Regions from separate parts of the Zea mays genome. Here region 1 is linked to region 2. A link is a contact called in public Hi-C data. All regions are on one chromosome and are shown on one strand. The core of a region is the stretch at or near the end of the contact, and the rest is flanking DNA. Distances in the headings are between cores, read along the strand shown.

The links. Hi-C and Micro-C count contacts between places; a contact is called where the count stands out from the background.
Region 1: a Hi-C map of leaf shows a contact between it and region 2, with 4 times the contacts expected there. The contact joins the promoter of LOC100277833 here to the enhancer-like site in region 2. A contact is called at or near these places in 3 of 25 Hi-C or Micro-C datasets (ear and leaf).

What each region holds. Positions count from the first base shown.
Region 1 is chr1:164,511,710-164,518,100 of Zm-B73-REFERENCE-NAM-5.0, reverse strand. It overlaps LOC100277833 (putative polyamine transporter), which reads right to left and starts at 4,665. Exons shown (of 2, transcript NM_001151298.2): 1 at 3,617-4,665; 2 at 2,697-3,514. The coding sequence starts at 4,581. The coding sequence ends at 2,986.
Region 2 is chr1:164,005,156-164,011,642 of Zm-B73-REFERENCE-NAM-5.0, reverse strand. It overlaps LOC103640480 (achilleol B synthase), which reads right to left. Exons shown (of 18, transcript XM_008663047.3): 7 at 1,861-2,049. Among protein-coding and RNA genes, the nearest start is that of LOC103640480, 25 kb to the right of the region's middle. Within about 2 kb of position 3,087, at least 16 of the 20 cell types and tissues checked have an H3K27ac peak or open chromatin away from gene starts, as enhancers often do. A contact at or near this core is called in ear and leaf, where this site is marked.

The sequences.
Region 1 (6,391 bases), core at 3,416-5,915, 500 kb before region 2:
TAATAAAAATATACTTTGCCGAGTGTCCAATAATGGCACTCGGCAAAGCATTCTTTGTCGAGTGTCAGGCGCGGGACACTCGGCAAAGTAACTTATTTGCCGAGTGCTAAAGCCCAACGCCCGGTAAAGGTAACGACCGTCATCTATAGACGGCTGCTAACAGCCCTTTGCTTAGACCGACTTTCGCCGAGTGTCTTCCTGTGCCGAGAGTCCTGCTCTTGGTAAACGCAGTCGTTATCGAGAGTGGAACTTTATCGAGTGTGGCACTCGGCAAAGAGCCGAATTCCGGTAGTGGTAGTTGGTTGTACACGCAATCGACAAAGTCACTACAACATTGCTTTTTACTAGAACAGTTACCGAGTGTCACAAGGAAAAAGAACGATGACCTAAGAGCATCTCCAAGAGACTATTTATTTTTGGCTCTCTATTTGACTCTCTATTTACCTTTTCATAAAGATTATACTCTATATAGCATCTCCATTCCAACAGATTATCTATCTAGTTTGGCTAGTTAGGTGGCTAGCTAAATTTGGCTAGTGAGAGAGTCAATTTAGAGAGTCGAATAGCTTGGCGAGTCAGATAGCTAGTATGTTGGAGAGTTATTTTGTTGTTAAATAGCTAAAATTTGGCTTGGCGAATCATTTAGCTAGTCTCTTGTATATGCTCTAACACTGTTTGAGCTTTCATGAACTAGTACACCTCTTATTTTGTGAGGATTCAAACAGTACAAAAGTACTTTAAATAATTATCTTAAAATTAAATTTGGATTTAGTACATAACTTAGGTAGGTATCAAGTTAAACTTTATTTTTATAAAAAAATAGAATAGATTTTGTAACATACTCTTTTTTCTAAATTATATGACATTTTGGTTCTCTACGTAGGTATATTTTATATGTATTTAGATATAGACTAGATATCTAAAGATATGATAAAAGCAGCGTATCTAAAAAATCGAAACATCTTACTCCCTCCGTCCTAAATTGAATTTGTTTTATCGTTTTACTAGATTTATACAATAATTAATGTATATATTGTATAAATATGACTAGGTTTATAATCATCTATATAAATATACATATAAAAATCTAGAGCTAAAACGACTAGTATTTTAGAATGGAGGGAGTATAATTTAGACTAGATGAAGTATTTACTATTGGAGTCATAAATATTAACAGGAAACCTGACCCAATTCAAAATCTATATTTTTTTTATTTTTTGATACATGGTAGTACTCCTTTAATTTGAAATTATGAGTTGCTTTGATTTTATAGGTATATAAATTATATCTTAAAATAAACTATATTCAGATATACAATAAAAACTATGCCTTCAAAAAAAACTAGAAATAATTCAATGGAGGGAGTGGTAAATAAACCACTGCTTTATTCAATTTGCTAGTTGGCCTGTTAAAAAAAGTTAGATCTAGAAGCGAGTATGAGTAATTAAGGGCATGCTTAGATGATCATATTAAAGTTTAGTCCATTGTTGGATTATGCTAAATATTAGATTAAATATTTTTATTCTATTTTTTCTAATAAGTTGTAGTCAGCAATTAGTTTTTGTTAGACCACGATTGGTTCATGCCTAGGCCTCCTGTTTAGCATCAAAATATGAATTGAAGTGTAGTTTGGTGTATCCAAACATGCTCTAAATAGAAAAAAGCTTAGGGCCTGTTTGGAAATGCGGTTTTGAAATACTGTAATTTTAAGATACCACAGTTTACAATTATACATGACACAAATACTATGGTATTACTTTACCACAGTAAAACCACAGTATTGCTCAAAACCGAGATATGTTTGGTTCCATTGGAAAAACAAAGTATATGCAGAGAGAAGAGAAGAAAACTGAAGTCCGGAGTGGAGTTTCGAAAACTCCAAAAATACCACGGTTTTAGATAAACCATGGTATTTAAAACTATGTTTTGTCTGCACAAACCAAACACCTTTTGAGTTATAATACTATAGTATCATCAAATACCATAGTATTGTTTCAAAACTGCAAAAATACTACACTTCCAAACAGGGCCTTAGTGATGGATGTGGAGTGTGGAGTCATGACCCCTTCCTTCTCCCACCCCACCAACAACAACACACACCACCACCACTAATTAATCGTGAACCACACTTTATGTATGTAATGTGAACTTTGTTAATTACCCTTTGCAAACAAACAGACTAGTATGTGACATGCATCCACTTGCACCACAATTCGGCCTCGGTTCGTCGAGTGTGAAACCAGTCCGCTCCCTTCTTCGCATCAGCGATGCTGCTCCTTGTGATGAAAATTGCTGGTTCAGTCACGTGGTATGTTTTATAAAGGAGGTGACTGTGACATGGCCAATTGAAGGAACCGGATGGTTCAGTAATGGAAAAAGATTGGTTCAGTCACGTGCCTTTGCTTTTGTTTTTTAATTTCCGTACCAAACCATTCTCCAATCCATGGAATGGGGCAATGGGCAGTTGGGATAATCTCAGATTCAACTGCCCATCGCTCAAGCTTCAGAAGAACACCTCGGAAGTATTCAAGTTGAGATAATCTGGCACTGGCAGGAAACAGCCATACCAAGTCAAACGACACTCTGTTATCAGACGAACTATCCGCCTAATCAAACGATCACATTTCTGCGTAGTTACGACACAGATTTTCTATGCTGGTTACTTTACTGAATTATCAAGTTGACTCAATGCAAGTACAGTACAACCTATCTGACCCCCTTGCTGGAAAAATACAGCTTCTTCTCAAACCGGCACCACCTCGCCTGGCATCACACTACACTTAAAAGGTCAAAACAAAAACAGCTTCTACAATTTGAGATCTGTTCTCACTTCTCCGATTCATGGTTCAGACTTATCTAGTAGTCGGTTTGCAGTTCTGAATCTTCTTGTGAGCGCGATCGATCACCTGACCTCCTCCTCTGAATTTCACACAATGATTCGCCATGTATTCGCTGGAATTACTGTACACAGAACGGCAAACGGGTTCATGCACGAATCTCCAGTCTTGAGTACTCGACCTTGCTGCCTTCTTCGTCGGCCGGCTCGCCCGCGAGCAGCCCGGCGCGGACATCCTCGAGGTCGGCGGCGTCGGCGTCATCAGGCGCCGTGGCTGGTCCGTGGGAGCTGTCAGCGGGCGGCACGGGCGCCAAGAACTCGGCCCACGGGCGCCTCTTGGCCTGCTCCACGACGTAGTACAGCGCGACGCCGGCGACGACCACGGCGGCGTTGATGAGGACGGTCCTGGCCGACGCTAGGCACATGACGGTGGCGATGAGCACGGCGGGCGGGGCGCACATGGCGGCGGCCCCCGCGGTGCCGACGGGGACCCGGTACGGCCGCGCCAGGTCCGGGTTCTTCACGCGCAGCTTCACGAAGGCAGCGAACACGGCCAGCATGCCCAGCCCGTAGAGGAAGTTGAGGAACTCGATGATCTCCTGGAAGCTCATGAAGGACAGGATCACAACCCCGGTCGCCGAGCACAGGATGCTGAACGTCGGCGTCCCGTACTTGGACCTGCGTTCATCAGCACCAGTTCACAAAAAAGATTCAGTTTTTCGTTCGATTGAAAGCTGCCTCTGCACACTGATTCTTTCAGGTCGGAGCCGCAGACTTCACCTGCGAGCGAAGATGGCAGGGATCATGCCCATCTCGGCCATGCCGAGAAGCTGGAAGGAGTCGCTGCTCATCTCGGCCTCGAAGAGCCCCATGTTGGACATGGCGGCGGCGGCCTGGATCCACACGCGCAGCCACGGCCCGCCGATCCGCTGCCCGACCTCGGAGAAGAAGCCGTCGGTCCACTCGGCCGCCGTCTCCGACGGCAGCGCACCGGTACCAGCCAGCAGCGGAATGAGGTACGCGCCGACGACGAGCCCGACGGCGCCGAACACCGCCTTGGGGAACGTCTTCCTGGGGTCCTCGACCTCGCCGGCGAGCGTGCTGGCCTTGTCCCAGAAGTTGAGGTTCCAGAACATGGAGTTGAAGTAGCCCCTGAGGTCGACGGCGCGGGCGTCGATGGCGAGCCAGCGGGACGGGCGGATCTTGGGGGCCGCGAGCACGGTGAGCGCGAGGAACGGGGAGAGCGAGAACGCGGTGAGCGCCAGCGCCGAGAGGCCGACGATGTGGAGCCCCCGGTAGTTGAGGTAGGTGAGCGCGGCCGTGAGCGCGAGGACCGCCAGCGAGCGGGCCGGCGGCGGCAGCGCCAGCCCGCCGCCGGAGCGGAGGTAGTCGAGGAACAGCACCGGGTAGAGCGCGTTGTCGAGCGTCCCCGACGCCCACTTGGAGAACCCGACGAGGAACGCCACGGCGGGGCCGAAGGCGGCGGACACCCAGGCCACGTACCCGGCGTTGGTGGGGAAAGCCGATGCGAGCTCGGCCGTGACCAGCGCCTCCGGGAGCGACCAGAGGACTGGGAGGACGATGAAGCCGAGGATCGGGAGCAGCGCGCCGCCGCCCGTGCGGACCGAGTCCTCGATGCCGAAGGGGCCTCCCGAGACGTCGTAGAAGATGAGCGCGATGAGCGGGAGGACCGTCAGCCGCCGCGGCCGAGGCGCCGGGGGATCGACGGCCGCCGCGCCGGTCATCGGGTCAACGGCCGCTCGGCCGGCGCCACGCGCGCGCGCGCGCACAGACAGGAATTGACAAGTCAGCGGTAGGTGGTGTTCTTGATTGCCTGGTGGGGACTGGGGGATACGGGACTGAACTGGGAGAGATATTATGGGAGTTTGTTTGGTAGATGACAGGTGGGGCCGGAGACATCTGATCCCGGCGACCGGGAGGATTCTGTGATGCAGCTGCAGCAGGCGGCACGGCACCGTTGAGGTCGGAGCCAGACAAGTTATAAGATGCAAGCTATATGATAATAGTCTTTTATTTATCTATAATTTCATTTTTTATTTAAATCTCACATTCTCTTCTTATATTTACTTAATGTATAGATTTACTGCCATGTATGCTTCTATACGTCATTTTTATTTTTATTTTCGTATCACTCATCCTCTTCTTATTGCGTATGCTTCTAACACCGATCTTTGCTAGGACTTTATCCTCACTTGTGTACGCTTAGAAAAAACTTCTTGAGCGGTCGCATATCCCAAATTTTCTCTTAGACACGCACAATTAACGTAGAGATTCTTTTTTATTAGCGTAAATAAAATAAAATAATTCTTGCTCGCTTGTATTTCACGTCTGAGACTCAAGAAAAGCTCGATGTGTGGGGGTGTTAGAATATAATATAAGTGGATTTTCTATATTCTCCTAATAGCTTAATCTTTTGGGTTAAACATGTCATTGCATGCAACTTAACATGGTACGAGAGCGAGTTCAAATCTTGGCTGAGACTTTATTTATGCATCTGTCCTTTTATTTTTATATTTGTGTCTTTCTCTTTGGCTGCAAGTAAAAGTGGATTGTCTACCTTCTAATAGCTTAAACTTTTTGTTTGAATTGGTTAGTGTGTCCACTCTAACACTTCGACAATTGGTATGAGTATTCTATCAATCCTATTAAGCATTAGGTCATTACATACCATGCCATGTGGTCACCCAACCCCTAGCCCACACACGCCCGCGAAATAGCGAGGGTCAGCTCTAATACCATTCGTAAGACCCTAGCCACTCATGGGCTGACATTAGTTACTCTAGCGATACTTACTCCTAGCGGTCCTCTAGGATTATAGATTGTTCCTAGCCACTCATAGGCTAGTGGTAGTTACTCCTAGTCCTAGCAACCCTCTAGCTCCAAGACGATAGACTATTCTCACAAACAAACACAAGTCTTTCATACACACTTTGTCCCATTCATGTGCACCTGAGAAAAACTCCACCCGAGAAAACTACTCCGTCAATAACACATCCCAAAATTTCTCTACACTAAACACCCACTAGTAGAAAAAGGCTCAAAGCCTGCAGGGCGATATATTTTTACAGGCGGATTCGGTTATCAACCGCCTGTGCTATTTTTAGTGGTGGTTCTTTATAAAAACCGCCACTAGAAATCGTATTTCTACAGGCGGTTCCTTAAGAAAAACGTCTGTAGAAATCGTTTTCTAGTGACAGTTTTCTTAAGGAACCGACACTAGAAATCATTTTATCCTTAATTTTTTGACTTTTTCAAACGACCTTGTATGATAAAACCACTAAGATAAAAGTTGTGATCTCTAAAAGTTATGAAATTTTATAGTTGACAACTTTTTTATTTGAACTCATTTCGGTTCTCAAAAATTGCATCTAATAAATTTGTCAAATTTAAAATTCAAATTTTACAAACGACTTCGGATGAAAAAGTGTCAAAATGAAAGTTGTAGAACTTTAAAAGTTATTCAACTTTGTAGTTGACAAATTTTTTATTTGAATTCGTTTATGGTCTCAAACAAGCAATTTACACTCAGTTGGT
Region 2 (6,487 bases), core at 1,838-4,337:
TAATGGCACATTGGACCAAGCACCAGTGGTAAACTATACCTTTATAGTTTAATGGCTAGTTTCAAAGTTCAACGGTTACGCTGATGTGGCGCTGACATGGCTCAATCTAGAGGTTCACCAGACTGGTCTGATGCATCCTAACAGCTGATAACTTTTCAGAACGATCACTAGGAACAATAGTCTGACATAAGTCTGGTGCACCTAGTATCTGCATAATTTGGGTAACAACTAGTTTGTCTTGTGGGCAACATACATCACTCGTCCATGCCTCCAACACATACAAGCAAGTGTTCAGAAGTGATTAGCAAGTGGAGAACCCAATCTAGTGCATCTCTTTATGAGATCAAGTGATTAGTATGTAATCAAGTGATAGAGAGTGGTGTGTAAAATAGGGTGCTTGTTCTTAGAGCAAGAGAATTCTGTAAAGAACTAGAAAGAGCTAGAGAAAGTTCTTAGAAGAGCTAAGCGACCTTGAGCAAGCGTGCGGGCTACGGCCATTCACTTTAGGCATCCGTCGATGAGCTCACATGTTTATCACAAGTGGTAAAGAAAATAAACTGGTAGTGAAATCTTAGATTATCACAAGTGGTGATAAATTTGAGCAAAGGGGAGGAGGAGTTCAAATAAACTCTAATCCTATTGGATAACTCCAACCTATATTAGGGAAGCATTTGAGGCTTTACTGAACCACAGGATAAAATCATGTGTCTTGTCCTCTTGCATACTTACATTACTAACAATTCTTATTGCATATTGTTATTTGAGTTTGTGAAGTGTAGGTACTAAGTACACAAAGACATTATTCCACTACAATCGATCAAGTCAAGTAAGTTGAGTTCATTTAGGTTGAAAAGTTTTAATTGCCTTTTCACCCCCTCTAGACGACATCATGGGCGTGTGTGTGCTAGGGGTTCGGGCATATGGCGCATGTAGATCCAGATTATTCACATGGCATGGCATATGATGTGCTGGACATACAGATGTGGCCAAGAGGGAAGGTTCTTGGCTTACGTCGGTCTTCTAAGGGGATGGATTGTGGTATCATGACATAGGTGGATTGTGTGTTATCATGGTCCAAGGCTTAATAAGATTGATAGAATACTCATGCCAACAAGGTGTAACTTCTTTTTCGAAAGTCTGTCTTGAAAGAACCTCTAGGTTAAACGTGCTTGAATCAGAGCAATTTTGGGATAGTGACCGATGGGGAAATTTTCTTGGTTGTGCATGAGTGATAATAAAGTTCAAAGAATAGACCTGTGTTGGTATGTGGGGATCGTGTATGGTCCTAGAGGGCTACCAGGAGTATGCATAGACGATTTGAGGAGTCGCTAGGGTGTTACCCATTGCCACAATATGTTTCCAAAGTTTGTTGTTCTTGTGTTATGTTTCTTAGAAAATGCCACTTATTTTTTATCTAGACATGCATTAGATATAAAATATTTGATATCTCGTATGTCTCAAATCCAATATATTATTTATGGTTTCTATAGTACACCTAATTTCTATTTTTATGTTGAAACAATAAGTTGATTGTAGCAGTATTATGTTTGGCCTTATTTAAGCCTTGCTATTATATCAAAATTCACTAAAGTTCTATTGTTTGTTGATCTGTCTTTTATCTATGATGATTTCAAATGGTTTCCATGCTTAGATACCAAAATCAAACTAAAACCACATGTTCTTTTTTGCAATGATCAAGTTCCAATTCCAAGACAGTTGTGAATCGTGACTTTGTGCTAGTGAGAATATTTAATACATATAAAATAGATCAGATGACACATTTTGTGTCTTATAACAAAAAAATATGATTGGTTGCATTACTTCAAAAAAATAAGATAGAATGATGACAGTAGACAATACCTTCGTAATTGAACATATGCCAATATATTGAGTAGTCTCATCTTCATAGTGGATATGTTCTAGGATGTGGTTCAAAGCTCTCTCTCTTAACTTTTTAAGTGGCCAATAGTTCAACACTGGCTCCACAAACATGTTCAAACATGTTGAAATAAATTTGAATATTCCTGAAGGTTTATTGCGCATATCCTCCTAATGAAAAGGCAAGAGTGAAATTAGTACATGGTTAATGTTCTTAATTCTAGGCATTATTTGGCGCTTATAAGCTTTGTTTCTGCATGAGTGCTAAAGTCCTGAATAAGTACGTAAGAGAACACATGTAATTAAACATTGAATGCATCCATACATCCTAATTACCTTATGACATTGCCATGTTAATAAAGGTAACACAAATCTACAGTTTTGATAAATAAAGGGTTTGAAGTTATCTCTAAATTTCTAAGCTCAAAACTTGATGTATAATAATTAAACAAAGGAAAATTTTAATTTAATGGGTAGCACTATGTTAGTATTTTCCTTTCACAAAAAATTAAATTCATTTTCATAAAATATGAATTTATACTCATGATAAACAAATAAATTTTGACCTCAAAATTTAAGGGATAATTGAATATTTAGAGTCACTTTTAAGAACAATTTGAGATAATGATTAGAGATGTACATATAACTTTGTCCTCTAACCCTTCCACATCTTTCTTACACTAAACAAGTCCTTCCACATCTTTTTTACACCAAACAAGTCCCCAACAGGATAAGCTAAAAAGGAGAGGCAAAAGGATGTTTGCATCGCTAAATAGTGTTGCATAAGGCATAAAAAAATCCCAATTTCCAATAGAGACCATGCATTTGGGCCACATATTATCCGACGGTGGAGCGACACAGCGAGTCAGCGATATCATCTCCAGTGGTGATGACGAGGGTGGCAAGGGGTAGCAACATGGTGGCAACGGGGCGGTGGCAGTAGCACTAGGCATAAAACCAAAGCCCAAATCCCGAAGCCTGAAATATCCGAGACCATACATGTTTAATCCGAAGCCTGGTACTCGAATAATTCCTATGGTTAACAAAATATCTGATTTTAATTTGGGCCTAATCGGGTATCACTCTATTGTATACAAACTACCCAAATGTTGGGCCTGAATTTTTTTTTACTGGCAGACCTCCACCAGCACACAGCGCCACAGCCCAGTATGCCGCAGCCCACAGGCCCACGACCAAGCCAGGTCCAGCGCTCGTCGGGCCGTCGGAGTGAGATAGCTGTGTGCTACCTTGAACATGAACCCAGAACCCTAGCCAGTATCCGCCATGAACATGAACCCCATTGCCATGAACATGAACCCAGAACCCTAGCCATGAACATGAACCCAGAACCCTAGCCAGTATCCGCCGGCCGTCGACCACCAAACCAAGTGCCATCGTTCGACTCCAGGCCGGCCTCCTCGCCTTCAATCTCCGAGCTCCTCGCCTCTGGTCTCTGGCGGCCGATGTAGGCATGTAGCGACCCTCCGGCGGTCCGGCCTCCAGTGTCTGGTCTCCTCCTCGCCTCCAGCCGTCTGACGTACTGGCCACTGGGTGCCTCCTCTGCCTCCAGTCCTAGTACGCCACCGGCCATCGCAGTGTAGACCGTGCGGTGCTGCCTCCTCTAGGCTCCAGTCCTCTCTTCCCTCACTCCTGCTCGGCTGCTTTGCTGATGCCTGGTTGTTGATGCTCCTATTATTCGTCTACTGCAGTGCTACCTTGCTATTGCTGTGTGCTGCACATGCATATATTGTTGTTGTCGTGTGTTGCCAGGCACTAGTAACCGGTAAGACCGTAGTACCGTGTGTGTCTGAACTGTGAAAGATCAGTGAAGTGTGGTGTGTGAGATGTTCAATGATGTCAGTGATGTGCGTGAGTCATGATCAGTGATGTGTGTGATTGTATATTGTTTGCTGCAAGAATGCAAGCTAACTATAGTGAAGCAAAGTAGCAGATAAGCTGGTAGTTTAAAATTGGGCAGAACGGGTTACCTGGTCCTGAACCCAAACCCCAAAAATTAGGGTAGCTGAAAATTTGGGTAATTGTGGATAGGCTAACCAAAGTAGCCCACTTTATTCAAGTGAAGACTACTTATTCGGGAGCCTGATTGGTAGAGTTGTATATGTCACGGATTGTGTATCTGCATGGCGATCCAAAGAAGATTGTCTTAGATAGAGGATCCTAGTTCACCTCCCGGTTCTAGCAGAAGATACTCGAGAGTATGGACACAAAGCTAAACTTTAGCTCAGCCTACCATCCCCAAACAGATGGTCAAACCAAAAGGACTAATCAGGTGTTGGAAGATATGTTGAGAGCTTGTGCTCTTAATCATGCTGGCAGCTGGGACAAGAGTTTACCCTATGCGGGGTTTTCCTATAATAATAGTTATCAAGCCAGTTTAAAGATGTCCTCGTTTGAGGCGTTGTACGAGAGAAATGTAGAACCCCATTGTATTGGGATCAGACTAGTGAAAGACAGTTCTTTGGGTCAGAAATCATCCAAGAAGCAGAGGACCGGGTTCGAATAATTAGGGAGAACATGAGGACAACACAGTCAAGGCAGAAAATTTATGCTGACACCCGAAGAAGATAATTGGAGTTTGAGAAAGGTGATAGCGTATACCGAAAAGTGTCACCAATCAGGGGTATGCGAAGATTTAAAGTCACAGGAAAGTTGTCCCCTCGCTTTATTTGATCCTTCAAAATCCTAAAGCGAGTTGGGAAAGTGGCCTAACAGCTAGAGCTACCCAACCACATGAAAGATGTGAATGATGTGTTTCATGTATCCAAGTTGAAGAAGTATCTCCGAGTCCCAAAGGAACAGTTGCCTATGAAAGAACTCAGTGTGCAGGGTGATCTGACCTATATAGGTTATCATATCAAGATCATTGATACCCTAACTCGGGTCACAAGAAATAAAGTGATCAAGATGTGCAAGGTGCAGTGGAGTCATCACGTAGAAGATGAAGCTACCTGGGAATGAGAAGATGAATTGCTAGCAGAGTTCCTCCACCTATTCCCTAGTTCATCTTAATCTCGTGGACAAGATTTTTTAAGGGGGTAGGATTTAAAAGACCCATATTTTAGAATAAATAAAGCATGTGATTATTTTTTTTATGAGTGCTCCTTTATCTATGTGACATATAACCCATAAGTTGAGTAGTCAATTAAATGAAGGATTATAAATATAAATTTAAAATTTATGCATCGTGATGGATAATTTATTTTTGCTATGTTGCATTCAAAATGGCAGTTGGTATTCAAATTGTACTTAAGTTTTAGACAACTTTCTAATAAATAAAAAAAGAGAAGTAGAAAATAGAACTCCAGGCACTTGGGCTGAAACTCTGCTCGGCCTATTTCAACTGCCACTGCTAACCCAGCCCGAAGCCCATTTGTGCGCGGCCCAGCCACCCTGCAAAGCCAAATTGCCGGCCCATTTCCGTACGTCGCCGCTCGGACCGTAGCTCAGACCCGTGTTGTGTTCCCGCCATACGGGACCCAACCGTCAGTCAACCTCCACACATGCCAGCCTCCCTTCTGCCGCCACCATGTGGGCCCACGGTGACAAACTCTCCGTGGCGTTGCAACTGAACTCCACGTTGGTCGGAGTCGGAGCTGCTCACATGCTCACGTGTCACCATGAACTACCTGGAGATTAGCCACCGTCGGTGAGGGAAACAGAGAAGGTCACCGTCGAAGCAGAGAAGAGGATCACGTCCGCCGCCGACCGTTATCGTGTACGTCGATGGTCTGCGTGGGGTTGGTGCCCATGGTCGTGCCGAGGGAAGGAGGATCTCTGCTATTTAGGCCTGGGGGTGAGCGTTTCGTCGCCGTAGAAGGAAACTCATCACGTAGTACTTGCGGCTCGACGCAAGCAGCCCTAAACTAATTTGTCGTGTTCTCCACAATGTTTAGCAAAGTCGTTGGGTCGGGACAGTGCATCCGGGCGGACTCCGGTTGGCACTAGCCATGGCGCCGCCGACTGGTTCATAACCGCCGCCGACTGGTTCATAACCGTAACCGAGGTGGAAGAAGGCAAACCAGTCGTTTATCTAGATACCTGTTGGATCCTTTGATCCATACCATTGATCCACGATCGAAGCGTCGTGGGTCGGGCAGTAGTGCTTAAAATCTGAACCATAGATATCTAGATGGAGGGATGGGTTTGGATCATAGCGTGGGCAAATGTGGACCATTGATTCGGGTTCTAGGGGAGAGAATCGCATAACTATTCGGTCGTGGTACCTGGCCGTCGTTCGTTTGATGAACAGACACGATTAGATCTTAGGGCCCGTTTGGGAGGGCTTCGGCTCCTCTAAAAATGGCTCTAGCTCCGGCTCCTCTAAAGAATTAGCTTCTTCGCAGGAGCCTGTACTTTTTGCAAATTGTTTGGCAAAACCGTGCTCTCTACCGTGCTCACCGTGCTCTCTACCGTGCTTCTCTGTTGCGCCGGCCAAGAACCGAGTGCCAGCTATGGACAGACCGTGCGTCGTGCCGTGGGCAGCAGCTAGGCCTCGAACAGCCCCAACGCGCCATGTGCTGCTGCTTGGGCGGCTGCCAAGGCAGTACCGTGACCTGCACCGGTCACCTGGGCGCCTAGTGTCGCAGCT